Regions from separate parts of the Sus scrofa genome. Here region 2 is linked to region 1. Evidence: chromatin contacts called from public HiChIP or PLAC-seq data. All regions are on one chromosome and are shown on one strand. The core of a region is the stretch at or near the end of the contact, and the rest is flanking DNA. Distances in the headings are between cores, read along the strand shown. Region 1 overlaps STAG1 (cohesin subunit SA-1). Region 2 overlaps STAG1 (cohesin subunit SA-1).

Region 1 (7,005 bases), core at 2,973-5,472:
TATGTAGGGACTGCAGGCAGAATGAAGATAAACAAAAGTACAAAGAAAGAAATACTAGATGGTGATGTCTGAACTAGGTACTACGTTCAAGTTAAAGACTAATAAAGAGGCATGATGTTAAGTAAATAGAAAGGGCTTATATATTTCCCAAATTTGGGCAAAAAGAAGGAGGGTAGGTATTGATTGTTTTTCAGCAGGTAAAGTAACTTGGACAACTTTTCGTCTTAAGAGAAAAAAAGCTTTCTTTCTTCTTCGTCTGAAAGAAAAACAAGGCCAGGGAGTTCTCTCATGGCACAGCAGAAATGAATCTGACTAGAAACCACGAGGTTGAGGGTTCAATCCCTGGCCTCGCTGAGTGGGTTAAGGATCCGGTGTTGCCGTGAGCTGTGGTGTAGGTAGCAGACAAGGCTCAGATCTGGTGCTGCTGTGGCTGTGGTGTAGGCAGGCAGCTGGGAACCTCCATATGCCACGGGTGTAGCCCTAAAAAGCAAACAAAACCCAAAAAACCAAAAAACAGAAGGCCAGGAGACAAACTAGAAGGTGACCTCAGTCTCTTGTATATAGATAATCTGGGATTATAAAATCATATAAATAATTACATAACCTATTGGTCACTTTCAGTATAACTGAAGTGTTTTTATTACATAGAAGCAGATTCCTAATTTGTATCTAAATGAAACCTATAAAAGAAAAAGTATCTGCCATTACACTGATCACATTTCCCAAAGAATCCAAAGTAAGTCCAAATTCAGAATCTGTCCGATTCCAACAATTCTAATGAGATGCCACCAGAAATGCCAAGAAGGGCTCACCAATGGGAATCTCAATCTCAGGAAAAAGAAGCCCTGGCATGGGAGTGAGGAAGTTAGTGTGATACAGCACAGAGGTCTACAAACTTTTTCTAAGTAACTAAACAAAATACTTATGCTCTACAGGCAATTCAATATCACAACCTGTAGCACAAAAGCAGTCATAAAAAATATGCAAAGGAGTTAGTGTGACTCTGTTTCAATAACATAATTTTATATATAAAAAGTCCACATGCTGGAGTTCCCGTCGTGGCGCAGTGGTTAACGAATCCGACTAGGAACCATGAGGTTGCGGGTTCGGTCCCTGCCCTTGCTCAGTGGGTTAATGATCCAGCGTTGCCGTGAGCTATGGTATAGGTTGCAGACATGGCTCAGATCCCGCGTTGCTGTGGCTGTGGCGTAGGCCGGCAGCTACAGCTCCAATTCGACCCCTAGCTGGGAACCTCCATATGCCGCGGGAGCAGCTCAAAAAATAGCAAAAAAAAAAGACAAAAAAAAAAAAAAAAGTCCACATGCTGGATTTGGCCTGTGGTCATAATTTACTGACTCCTAACATGGTTTTTTGTTCAGTAACACAGAACACAGTGACATTACAATATGGCAAGAGCCACAGATGAATATGGCAACTACACCTCCTAAGAGTTCTTTTATTTCAAACATATTGCTCAACTATCAGATAACATATTTGATGTGTCTCATTAATGAGAGCATTTCGATATAGAAAAAGTGTTACATGCATTAAAAAAAAAAGAAAGCTATAATACTTACTGTAACACTGGTAACTCTGAAGTAATCATTGCTGTAAAGATCTTTCCACAATGGAGCAAAAGAATCAAGTGCTGTGCAACTCAATTTAAAACAACCTCAAAGGCAATCCTGTGAATTAAAAAAAAAAAAGAAAGAAAATTATTTTCCAGTTTTACTGAGGTATAACTGACAAATAAAATTGTAAGATATTTATAGCAGGATTTGCTATATGGATACATTGTGAAGGGCTTTCTCCCACTGAGTTAACTAACACATCCATCATCTCACATTTTACTTTTTTTGGTTCTGAACATTTAAGTTCTACCCTCTTACAAATGTCAATTATACAAAACAGTGTTATCAACTATAATCACCATATTATACTTTAGATCCTCAGACCATATTCATTTATAACAAAATCTGTACTCTTTCACCAACCCCTCCCTATTCCCCCTACCACATGACCTCTGGTGACCACACTTTTGCATTCTTTTCTATGAATTCCTTCCCCTTTTTTAAGATTCCACATATAAGTGATTCCATATAATCTTTATCTTTCTCTGTCTAGCTTATTTCACTTAGTATAATGCCCTCCAAGTTAATCTATGTTGTCAAACGATATTTCCCTTTTTTTAAAGACTAATACTCCACTGTACACACACACACACACACACACACACACACACACACACACGCATACACACCCAAGTTCTCTTTATTCATATGTCCAAGAACCCTAAAGTTGTTTCCACCCCTTAGTTATGGTGAACAATGCTGCTATGAGCACAGGAGTACATCTATCTCTTTGGGAAATTGATTTCATTTCTTTTGGATTTATACCCAGAAGTGGGATTGCTGTATAATAAGGCAGTTTTATTTTTAATTCTTTGAGGAATCTCCATTCTCTTTTCCAGAGGCTGTAACACTTTGCATTTGCAGTAACAGTAAATAAGGGTTCCATCTTCCTCATATTCTCAACCAGAATATATATTTTGTATTTTTGATAAGACATCCTAACACAGGTGTGAAATGATATCTCATTATGGCTCTGATTTTCATTTCCCTAATGATTAGTGATACTGAGTACTTTTGCATGTAGTTTTTGGTCATTTGCACACCTTCTTTAGGAAAATGTCCATTTAGGTCATTTTATTTTTAATGGCCACACCCACAATATATGGAAGTTCCAGGCCAGGGACTGAATCTGAGCTGTAGCTGTGACCTATGCCACAGTTGTGACAATGTCAAATGCTTTAACCTACTGCACCAGGCAGGGGAGCAAACCCATACCTCTGCAGTGACCTGAGCCACTGCAGTCAGATTCTTAACTGTGCCACAGCAGAAACTCCCCATTTAGGTCTTTGAAAAAGAAAATTATTTTAAAATAAAATGAATATGCCAGAATAGATAGACTACAATCAACCAGTACTACCAGCAATCACATTCCTTGGTATTTACTCAAATTAACTGAAAATTTACATCTATACAAAAGCCTCCACAAAGATGTTTATAGCAGCATTATTCAAAATTGCTAAAACAGAAAACTTTAGAAGGTGAATGGATAAATAAACTGTGGTACATGCAGATAATGCAACATTATTTAACACTAAAATGAGATGAGCTACCAAGTCAGGAAAAGACATGAAGGAAACTCAAATGAATATTATTAAGTCAAAGAAGCTACATACAATATAATTTGAATTATATGGCATTCTGGGAAAGGCAAAACTATAGAGACAGTGAAAATATCAGTGACTGTCAGAAGTTATCAGGTAGGAGAGATGAACAGTGGGAAGAAAGATTTTGGTGGCAGTGAAACTATTTTGTATGATACTACCATGATAGGTACATCTAACCTACAGAATATATAACACAAAGAGTGAACCCTAATATAAACTACAGACACTGAGTAATAATGACATGTGCAAGGCAGGTTTACTGACTGTAACAGATATACCATCCTGATGTGGGATATTAATAGAGGGAGAGGCTGTATGTATATGGGAACATGGATTATAGGAGGAATCTTTCTACCTTTTGTTCAATTCTGCTGTGAATCTAAAACTTCCCTTAAAAAATAAGTTTATTAAAGAAAAAAAGAATACCAGAGGAAGTGAGACAAAAGAGAGCATCCAAGATAGGCCATGATACAGTATCAAAAAGGAAAGATAGAGGAAAAATAAAAATTTGAAGAGTTCCCACTGTGGCACAATGGAATAGGTGGAGTTTTTTGGCAGCGCTGGGACATAGGTTTGATCTCCAACCTGGCACAGTGGGTTAAGGATCTGGCAGTGCCGTAGCTGCGGCTTAAGTCACAACTGTGGCTCAGATCTGATCCCTGGACCAGGAACTCCACATGCAGTGAAGAGGCCCCCCCCCCCAAAAAAAAAAAAAATATATATATATATATATATATATATGAAATAGGAAAAAAATCTTGAGAAATAACAAAGAACTTTGTAAAAATAATTTAAGACATTAAAACAGATGAAAGATCAGAGAATTCTTAAGAAGAATATTCTAAAATATAAATATTGCTTAAAAACTAAGAAAATTCAAAAGGAAGTTGGAGTTCCCATCGTGGCTCAGTGGTTAACGAATCTGACTAGGAACCATGAGGTTGCGGATTCAACCCTGGCCTTGCTCAGTGGGTTAAGGATTTGGTGTTGCGATGAGCTGTGGTGTAGGTTGCAGACGCAGCTCAGATGCCGTGTTGCTGTGGCTCTAGCATAGGCTGGCAGGTACAGCTCCGATTAGACTCCTAGCCTGGGAACCTCCATATGCCACGGGAGCAGCCCAAGAAATGGAAAAAAGACACACACACACACACACACACACACACACACACCAAAAAGAAAAGGAAGCTAAAGGAACATAATTCCTCACAAAAAGAAAAATGAACATAAAATTATATCAAACTTTTTGGTAGAAACTACCTAAGGTGAAAGACAATGGAATAATGGAAAAGAAAAAACCATGAACCCTGAATTACTACTCTTTCAAAATGAAAGAAAGGAAAAATGGAGGAGTAGAAAACTCCAATTATTAGGCCATCCAGTGAAGCAACCCATAGCCTGGCAAAAAATGACAAAAATAGAACTTCCTGCTGTGGCGCAGCAGATTAAGTATCCGGCATTGCCACAACTGTAGTGGAGGTCACAGCTGCAGCTCAGATTCAACCCCTGGCCTGGAAACTTCCATATGTCTCAGGTACAATAAAAAAAAAAAAAAAAAAAAAAAAGACAAAAATCATCATTTGTGGACATCCAAAATCAAATAAAAACTTATGACAAAAAGAGTGTCTACCAGAGAGTCTACTATAGCTGATAAGAAAGCATTGCAGCATTTTTGTTCACCTGTATACCATCTCCCCTCCCCCAGCTCAATGTCGCCCACAAAAGGCAGCAAACCAAGTTACTGGTGGAGCTTCCTGGTGCCAAAGAGAACACCATGGACCTGTTCTCAAAAACTGTGGCTGAGTATTTTGAAGGGTTTTTCTTTTTTGGAAAGAGTGTTATCTTTCAATAGTATTTAAAGATACAACACAAGTAGCTGCCTGGGGCAAGAGATGATGGATGGCAAAACATTAAACAGTTTCAAAATAAAAAGACTGAAGAGTAAGATATTTGGAGGAATAAGGGTTTTAAAGAGCTATCACATACACCAGGAAATGTAGAGTGCTACATGAATGCTCAGGTTGGACGAATTCTTAAGACAAGACCTTAGAAGAGCACAGGCTTACAACTCTAGCTGATCTTTGTTCTCTGCAAGTACAACGTGAATACTGAGAGCTGTAGACAGGCTAATCCCTGAAGAAGTACTTTGGCTAACAGACTATCTGCAAACATCAAGAGATTACCTTTTTTCTTTCAACTCCCCTTGGATAAGGAACTCTGAAATGACTGCTAAACACCAAGACAACAAAATTTCAGTAACCACACATGACAAAGAATACAGTCCTTGCAAAGAGTTTAGAAATGTAAATAAAGAATGACTGTGGCCCTTAAGAAGACGACAGTAAACCATGTGAAGGAGAATCAAGTGTACAGAGTTCAACATTATAATATTCAAAATGTCCAGTTTTTAACAACAACAACAACAAAAGTCAAAAGGCATACAAAGAAACATTAAAGTATGGCCCATTAACAGGGGGAAAAAAAAAGAATTTGACAGAAACCATCTCCAGTTAAGCTTAGTTATTGAAGTGAGACTTCCAGAGAACACAGACTTCCAGAAGTAGATGAAGAGAAAGGGGTAGAAAGAATATATAGACAAAAAGTCAAAAAAAAAAAAAAAAAACCCTCCCAATTTTAAATCAAATATGGAAATCTACACAATCAAGAAGTTGGAAAAACTCAAAAGAGACACACCCACAGATATAAAGAACAAATTACTGGTTGGAGGGTTGAGGAGATATAGCGGTGGGAGAGTAGGAAGTACAAACTGCTGGATATAAGATGGGCTCAAGGATGTATTGTACAACATAGGGTATATAGCTAACATTTTGTAGTAACTGTAAATGGAAAATAATCTTTAAAAGATAAAAAAAATTTTTTAAAGAGTTTCACAGATACAAATTATAGCTAACGCTTAAACAAAGCCAGGGTTGGGGCGTTGACCCCATGTAGTTCGAAATCTGCATATAAATTCATACTTGGCCCTCCATATCCACACTTCTGAACCAGTGGATTCAACTAACCACAGACTATGTAACATTTTAGGTTGTGTTTTGTTTTGTTTTTGTCTTTTTTAGGGCCACACCTGCAGCACATGGACGTTCACAGGCCAGGGGTCAAATCAGAGCTGTATCCACCAGTCTGTGCCACAGCTACAGCAACATGGGATCTGAGCCGCATCTGTGATCTATATCACAGCTCATGGCAACGCCAGATCCTTTAACCCACTGAGCTAGGCTAGGGATCGAACCTGTATCCCCAGCAATACGAATCAGGTTCATTACCACTGAGCCATGAAAGGAACTCCTATTTTAGTATTTATTTAAAAAAAAACCTGTATAAGACTTGATAGGTACAATTCAAACTTGTGTAATTCAAAGGCCAACTGTATAGTCAAACTGTAAAAGCCAAAGACATTGAGAGAATCTTTAAAGAAGCACAAAAACAAACAAAAACACCTTGTCATATACAAGTAATCCACAGAATTCACAGTAAGACTATTAGTCAATTTCTCATTAAATGTCATGGAAGACAGAAGGCAGTAATATGACATATCTAAAATGCTGAAAGAAAACTGTCAAATAAGAATTCCACACTCAGCAAAATATCACTCAAAAATGGCAGAGAAATCAAGATATTCCTAAAAAAACAAAAACTGAAGAAGTTTGTTGCTAGACCTGACCTACCCTAAAGAAATATTACAGGGAATCCTTCATGCAGAAAAGAAACAACAAACAAGTCGAAGTCATAGGAAAAAAGGTGATCACTGGAAA
Region 2 (7,005 bases), core at 1,661-4,160, 99 kb after region 1:
TTTATCTTCTGCTATTTTTCTCTTACATTCCATTCCAGGGTTCCTGTCTAATTTTCTCCTCTCTCTCTCTCTCACACACACACACACCGCTATGCAGAGTTAAACCTATACTGTATTTTGTTTCCTTTCCACAGTCCTAGAATTTCAAAAAGTCATTTTGTACTTCATGTTCATTGCAACAAGGTTATAACTTGCATAATGTACTTCACTTTACTGTTTATTTAGGTCATAATCCCTACCCCATTACAACCAAGGACCAGAAGAAACTATTTAATGCAAAGTAAAGTTTGCCAAGAAAAATCTAAAACTAAAAAAAAAGTACATAAACCATTTTATTTAAGCAATGATTTTTATGAGTAGCTTAAAACTGTCGTAATTAAAAGCCTAATACAAAAAAAAAAACCCACAATTTACTCAGATAAGTGAAATGGTCATGTGAAGTATGTTTTTATCACAATACAAAACAATCACTTTGTCCAATTTCTTTGAAAACAAAAGGAAAATGTCATCCTCAGAAGCAATTACTCTGTGTAGCATCTGGGACTCCCTCAAGCTTTAGAAATGCTAGAGATGCTTTGGACAATTTGACTTGGAGCTAGAATTTCTCTTCACAAAATATTTTGCTATAAAACTCCTGATTAAAGTATCATAATCTGTAAAAAATAAATACTTATAATATCATTTTAAAAATCAAATAGCTAATAATAACTCTAACAAAGGATATTCTATCCAAAAAGTTATGAAAGATGTCATTTCTCCCTACCTGGAAACTAATTTAAAACAGCAATGCAATCATAATCAAAATCCCAACAGGTTTTGTAGTTTGTCTGGGGAGTTACTGGTTTCTTTTGGGAGGAAGGCGGGGGGGGGGGGGGGGGGGGGCAGGAGAAACTGACAGGGTGGTTCTAAAATACACGTGAAAATGCAAAGACTAGGAAGTCTTTAAAAAAGAACAAGGTGGGAAAACTTGCTTTGTAGGATATTCAGAGTTAACATTAAACTCCATAAAAAAGGCAACAATATTAGTGCAAGGATAAGACAAACGGATTAATCTAACAAGATGCAGGCTCAGGGACAAAGCATACATATATGGGCATGAATTATAAAAAGATGAAACTGCAGAGCAGTAGGAAAGGTTTTTGATTTTTTTGTTTGTTCCTAAGTGGTGCTGGGACAACCAGACATCCATATAAAAACACATTAAAACGTGGCCTAATACACACTCAAAAATCATTTCCAGGAGTTCCCGTCGTGGCGCAGTGGTTAACGAATCTGACTAGGAACCATGAGGTTGCGGGTTCGGTCCCTGCCCTTGCTCAATGGGTTAACGATCTGGCGTTGCCGTGAGCTGTGGTGTAGGTTGCAGACGCGGCTGGGATCCCATGTTGCTGTGGCTCTGGCGTAGGCTGGTGGCTACAGCTCCGATTCAACCCCTAGCCTGGGAACCTCCATATGCCGTGGGATCGGCCCAAGAAATAGCAACAATAATAACAACAACAAGACAAAAAGACAAAAAAAAAAAAAAAAAAAAATCATTTCCAGGTAAAGGATATACCTAAATGAGAAAAGTAAATACAGCTTCTAGATGACACAGAAGAATAACCACATAACCTCCAAGTAAGGAAAGATTTTTTTAAACATGGCACAAAAAGCACTAAGGATAAAGGAAAAGACTGATGAACGTGACTATGTAAGAAATTTTCTGCACCAAAAGATACCATTTTAAAAAGCAACATAGGCAACTACAGAATGAAAGGTATTAGTGATCTAGGGAGTTCCCTGGTGCTCTAGTGCTTAGAATTCAATGCTTTCACTGCTGTGGCCTGGGTTGAATCCCTAAACTGAGAACTGAGATCTCACATCAAGTCATTGCATGCCACAGCCAAAAAAAAAAAGGATACTAGTGATCTATTTAAACTGACAAAGGGACTCAATATTCAGAATATATAAAGAACCTCTATGAATCAAAACAGAGACAATCCAATAGAAAAATGGGCAAGTGACAAGAACAATCACTTCACAAAACGAATTATCAAAATGGCCAAAACTGAGGTGCTTAACACTATTAGTATCCAATGAAAATACAAATTAAAACCTTCAAAAATGGCTAAAACTTTACAAGACTGGCACTAAGTGCTGAAGAGAATATGACAGAAAGGGAATTCTTATATACTGCTGGCAGAAGCAAAATATAATAAAACCACTTTGGAAAACAACTTGGCATTTTCTGATGACATACATTAGGACCAAGAGATTCCACTCAATAATATAGATCCAACAGAAAAGGCAACACATAGGCATTAAAAATATATAGTGTTCTCAGAAGCCTTATTCATAATGGCCCCAAACTGAAAATAATCTAATGTATATCAACAGTAGAATGGATAAATTGGGCATAATAAAAAATTGAATACTTAATAAAAATGAACTATAGGTGCACAGTTTTCACTATTTATGAAACTAGATGAATTTCACAAATGTACCACTGAATGAAAGAAGACACAAAAAATAGGGTGTGATTCTGTCCATGTGAAACTGTAAAAGAGACGAAGCAAAGCTACAGCATTTAGGAATAAAGATTTAGGAAGTAGAAATATTTTTATTTTTTTAAGACTCACACCTGTAGCACATGCAAGTTCCCAGGATAAGGGCTGAATTGGAGCTGCAATTGCCAGCCTACACCACAGCCACAGCAATGCCAACTTCTTAACCCACCAAGCAAGGCAAGGGATCAAACCTGAGTTCTCATGGATATTAGTTGCGTTCGTTACCACTGAACCACAATGGGAACACCTAGAAATATTTTTTAAAACAAGAAAAGGATATCCATGAAAAGCAGGATAATGGTTCGTTTAGCATAAAGGCTGTAATGCAAACAGGCAGGCAGTAGAGGAACTTCTCCAGTGTTGACAATGTCCTGGTTCTTGACCAAATTAGTTTCACAATCTTTACTTTGTAATAACTATTTAAACAGTACATTTATGTTTCATGTATTTTATGTCACAATTGAAAGGTCTTTTCAAAAGGCAAATAAACAGGAAAAATCTGCTAGACATCTTTCAATTACTGTAGTAAAATAAGATACATATATAAATTGATGTGAATCACTTCTAATAGCTCACGTCACTTAGATAAAGAAGTCACTATCGACCAGGTCACAAATAGTTTCTGCTCTGGTCTTCCCCTTGCTTAGTATGAACACCTACCTGCACCTTCCTTAGTTCAATCTTTCTCAATCAGCTTATTTTATCTTGGAACAAGATAAAACTCTTAGGATTAAATCTTCCAAATCTGAGTTTTCCAGTGAGTGATACACAATCACTGGTGGCTAAGGAATAGTTCCAGGTGCAACACTAATCAAAAGTTTTTAATCTAATAGTTGTTTATTGATTTTATGTTACTTTCTATATATAGCAAATGACATTACTTTCACTCAATTCTGATGTTTTAGTTTCCTTTCAAAATGAACTCAAGGGGGAAAAGACAATTTAAGAAAATACTGAACAAATAGTAAAGGTGGTAAATATATATGGCAAAATTGTTGACATCTGAATCTTAATAACAAGTTCTGTGACCACGTGCTTCTTGGGATGCTTAGTTACAAACCCAATTTAGCCATGCAGATATAACAAAGAATAATTCATGTTCCACTTTTCTGTAAAGCCTAAATAAATTACTGACCAAACCCACAAACATGGCTATGTAACAACAACGTTCAAACTGGCCAAAGTAGCTTTTAACATTAAATGCTTAAGACAAAAAGAGCAAAACCGACTGTGTTTTCTCTCCCTAGCATACAACTTTTGATAGTAGAAAGAAGTATAAACTTTCAAATTATTGCTTTCCTGGGATCAAATTCTGATACTAACTGGCTGTAATACTTTCTGCAAATTACTACACTTTTGCAAGCCTTAGCTTCCTCATTTATAAAGTGAGGATAATATATATATCTTCCGCATAACACTTCACATTTCTGAGCCTTCCTTTGGAATGAAGATAATAATACATAAACCCTTCCAGCACTGTCATAAGCATTAAGCAGGTATTTATGTAAATGAATTATCACAATGAATTGTATATGATAGGATCTTAATAAATTGTTGCCCTCTGTTTTTCACTTCTTGTTGCTCTTCTTTGTAAATGCATGGAGCCCACAGTATTGGTAACCCACCCCTAACACCCATACCCCCAAAAAATCCACAGGCACTTACCAAATCTTTTCATTTTATCACTTAGACAATCATAAATAGATACTATAATATCTCCAACTTAGATGTGGACTATGGCTCAATAAAGCAGAGTGGGGAAAAAAAAAAGGGGGAGTTCCCGTCATGGCTCAGTGGTTAAAACTGCTGGTGGGAATGTAAACTGGTATAGCCACTATGGAGAACAGTTTGGAGATACCTTAGAAATCTATACATAGAACTTCCATATGACCCTGCAATCCCACTCTTGGGCATATATCCGGACAAAGCTCTACTTAAAAGAGACACATGCACCCGCATGTTCATTGCAGCACTACTCACAATAGCCAGGACATGGAAACAATCCAAATGTCCATCGACAGATGATTGGATTCGGAAGATGTGGTATATATACACAATGGAATACTACTCAGCCATAAAAAAGGATGACATCATGCCATTTGCAGCAACATGGATGGAGCTAGAGAATCTCATCCTGAGTGAAATGAGCCAGAAAGACAAAGACAAATACCATATGATATCCCTTATAACTGGAATCTAATATCCAGCACAAATGAACATCTCCTCAGAAGAGAAAATCATGGACTTGGAGAAGAGACTTGTGGTTGCCTGATGGGAGGGGGAGGGAGTGGGAGGGATGGGAGCTTGGGCTTATCAGACACAACCTAGAATAGATTTACAAGGAGATCCCGCTGAATAGCATTGAGAACTATGTCTAGATACTCATGTTGCAACAGAAGAAATGGTGGGGGAAAAACTGTAATTGTAATGTATACATGTAAGGATAACCTGACCCCCTTGCTGTACAGTGGGAAAATAAAATAAAAAAAAAAAAAAGAAATCTGCCTAGGAAGCATGAGGTATGAGGTTACAGGTTCGATCCCTTGCCTCACTCAGCGGGTTAAGGATCCAGCATTGCCGTGAGCTGTGTTGTTGGTTGCAAACTCGGCTCGGATCTAGTTTGCTGGGGCTCTGGTATAGGTCGGTGGCTACAGCTCCCACTAGACCCCGAGCCTGGGAACCTCCATAGGCCGCGGGTTTGGCCTTAGAGAAAGGCAGGAAAAAAAAAAAAAGGCAGAGTGGCTTATATAAATAGATCAGTAGTGGATCTAAAATTAAAGCCCACATTTATCATAAAGTTACCATTGATTTTGATGTTACAGGCATTTAATACTAATAAAAAATAAATTCTATGTACCAGGAAAAGAAACACTGTAGTGTTTTTAGAAAAGACAAAAACCTGACCACTGATCTGCCAGTATCCAGTGGATCCATAATCCTAATCAACAAATCACGTTACAGAAAGTAAAATTTAGGAATTCAATTTTGAATGTAAATGACAAAAACAATTTCCAAAGCAGGAATAAAGTGAAGTCCAATGAGAAGTGGCAAATTCCTTCTAACCTCATCCTATGTTCTGAAGAATTATTCTCACATAAATGGACCAAATAAAAACATAACCCCAGCCTCTACGCCCTCAAAACTTTGTTACGATTTTTTTCTAGGGGGAGGAGAGGAAGATATAAGGCTGAAAAATCCCTAAAAGAGGAGACATTTCTTTAAAACACACACACACACACACACACACACACACACACACACTAATGTATTTATATAAAAGCACTCCAATTCCTGAGGTTGGCAATCTATTTTTAAGTATTTCCATTTTTAACTGTAGACATATTTAAATTTTTCTTTCTGTATCTCACTCTTCAAAAGCAGTAAATTCTTAGTAAAGAATTAGTACTAATGTCTTCAGGTATGATAATGGATTTATCTTTAAGATGCTTTGGTTTGCTTCAAAATAATATGGGGGAGGAGTTTCTGCAGTGCCTCTGCAGTGCTGGGATGTAGGTTGGATCCCCAGCCTGGCATGGGGGTCCAGCGTTGCTGCAGATGCAGTGTAGGGCACACAACTGTGGCTTGGATCTTATCCCTGGCCCAGGAAATCCATATGCCATGGGGTGACCACACACACACAATAGTAATAACAGTAACAATAGTAATAATAATGAGGAGGGGGTATGGATATAGGTATAGATGAAACAAGACAGGACACAATAACAATTTTGAAGCTGGTGGTGAGTACATGAGGATTCACTAAACCATTCTGTCTTCATCTTTATGTTTTAGGTTTTTTCATAATTAGAAGTTATTTTCAATAAATTAATAAATTTCAACCACAGTTCTATAGAATGCTTTGCCTTGCTGTATTGAAATTTTTCAATTAAGTACATTCGTCTAGTAGAAATCTGGGGTTTTTAACATTTGGCATTGTTTTTGCATTTAATATAAGTGGAATTTTAATATCTTTTTCTAACTGAAATAATAAAATCTTATGATGCTGTGATTCTTGTTTGCTGATAGCAACTAGTTTGTGCAATATTAAAATCTAATCAAAAAGACATCCCAGTCAGAAACCCTCATATACTGATAAACCATTCTGGGAAAGAGTTTGGCAATATCTTAAAATATTAAAAACAAGGGAGTTCCTGTCATGGTTCAGCAGTAACGAAAACGACTGGCATCCATGAGGACATGGGTTTGATCCTTGGCCTTGCTCAATGGGTTATGGAGCTGTCATTGCTGTTAGCTGTAGTGTAGGTCGCAAATGCAGCTCGGAACCTGTGTTGCTGTGGGCTGTGGCGTAGGCTAGTAGCTGCAGCTTCCATTTTACCCCTAGCCTGGGAACTTCCTATGTCGTGGGTGTGGCCCAAAAAGGCAAAAAGAAAAAAAAAAAAATCAAACACAAATTTACTGTATGACCCAGTCACTCTACTCCTAGGCATCAATGGAAGAG

Evidence for each region. HiChIP or PLAC-seq counts read pairs in DNA pulled down with a chosen protein or histone mark.
Region 2: a contact with region 1 is called in an H3K27ac HiChIP or PLAC-seq map of alveolar macrophages. The contact joins two enhancer-like sites. A contact is called at or near these places in 5 of 47 Hi-C or Micro-C datasets (embryonic fibroblasts, epiblast stem cells, fibroblasts and 2 more) and 1 of 2 datasets of contacts at active chromatin or transcription factors (alveolar macrophages).

Annotation. Positions count from the first base shown.
Region 1 is chr13:77,619,534-77,626,538 of Sscrofa11.1, forward strand. STAG1 (cohesin subunit SA-1) reads right to left here. Exons shown (of 38, transcript XM_021071121.1): 6 at 1,578-1,685. The coding sequence starts at 1,606. Among named protein-coding and RNA genes, the nearest start is that of SLC35G2, 200 kb to the right of the region's middle. Within about 2 kb of position 4,223, at least 1 of the 83 cell types and tissues checked has an H3K27ac peak or open chromatin away from gene starts, as enhancers often do. A contact at or near this core is called in alveolar macrophages, where this site is marked.
Region 2 is chr13:77,720,306-77,727,310 of Sscrofa11.1, forward strand. All of the region lies in intron 5 of STAG1 (cohesin subunit SA-1), which reads right to left. Among named protein-coding and RNA genes, the nearest start is that of SLC35G2, 100 kb to the right of the region's middle. Within about 2 kb of position 2,911, at least 3 of the 83 cell types and tissues checked have an H3K27ac peak or open chromatin away from gene starts, as enhancers often do. A contact at or near this core is called in alveolar macrophages, where this site is marked.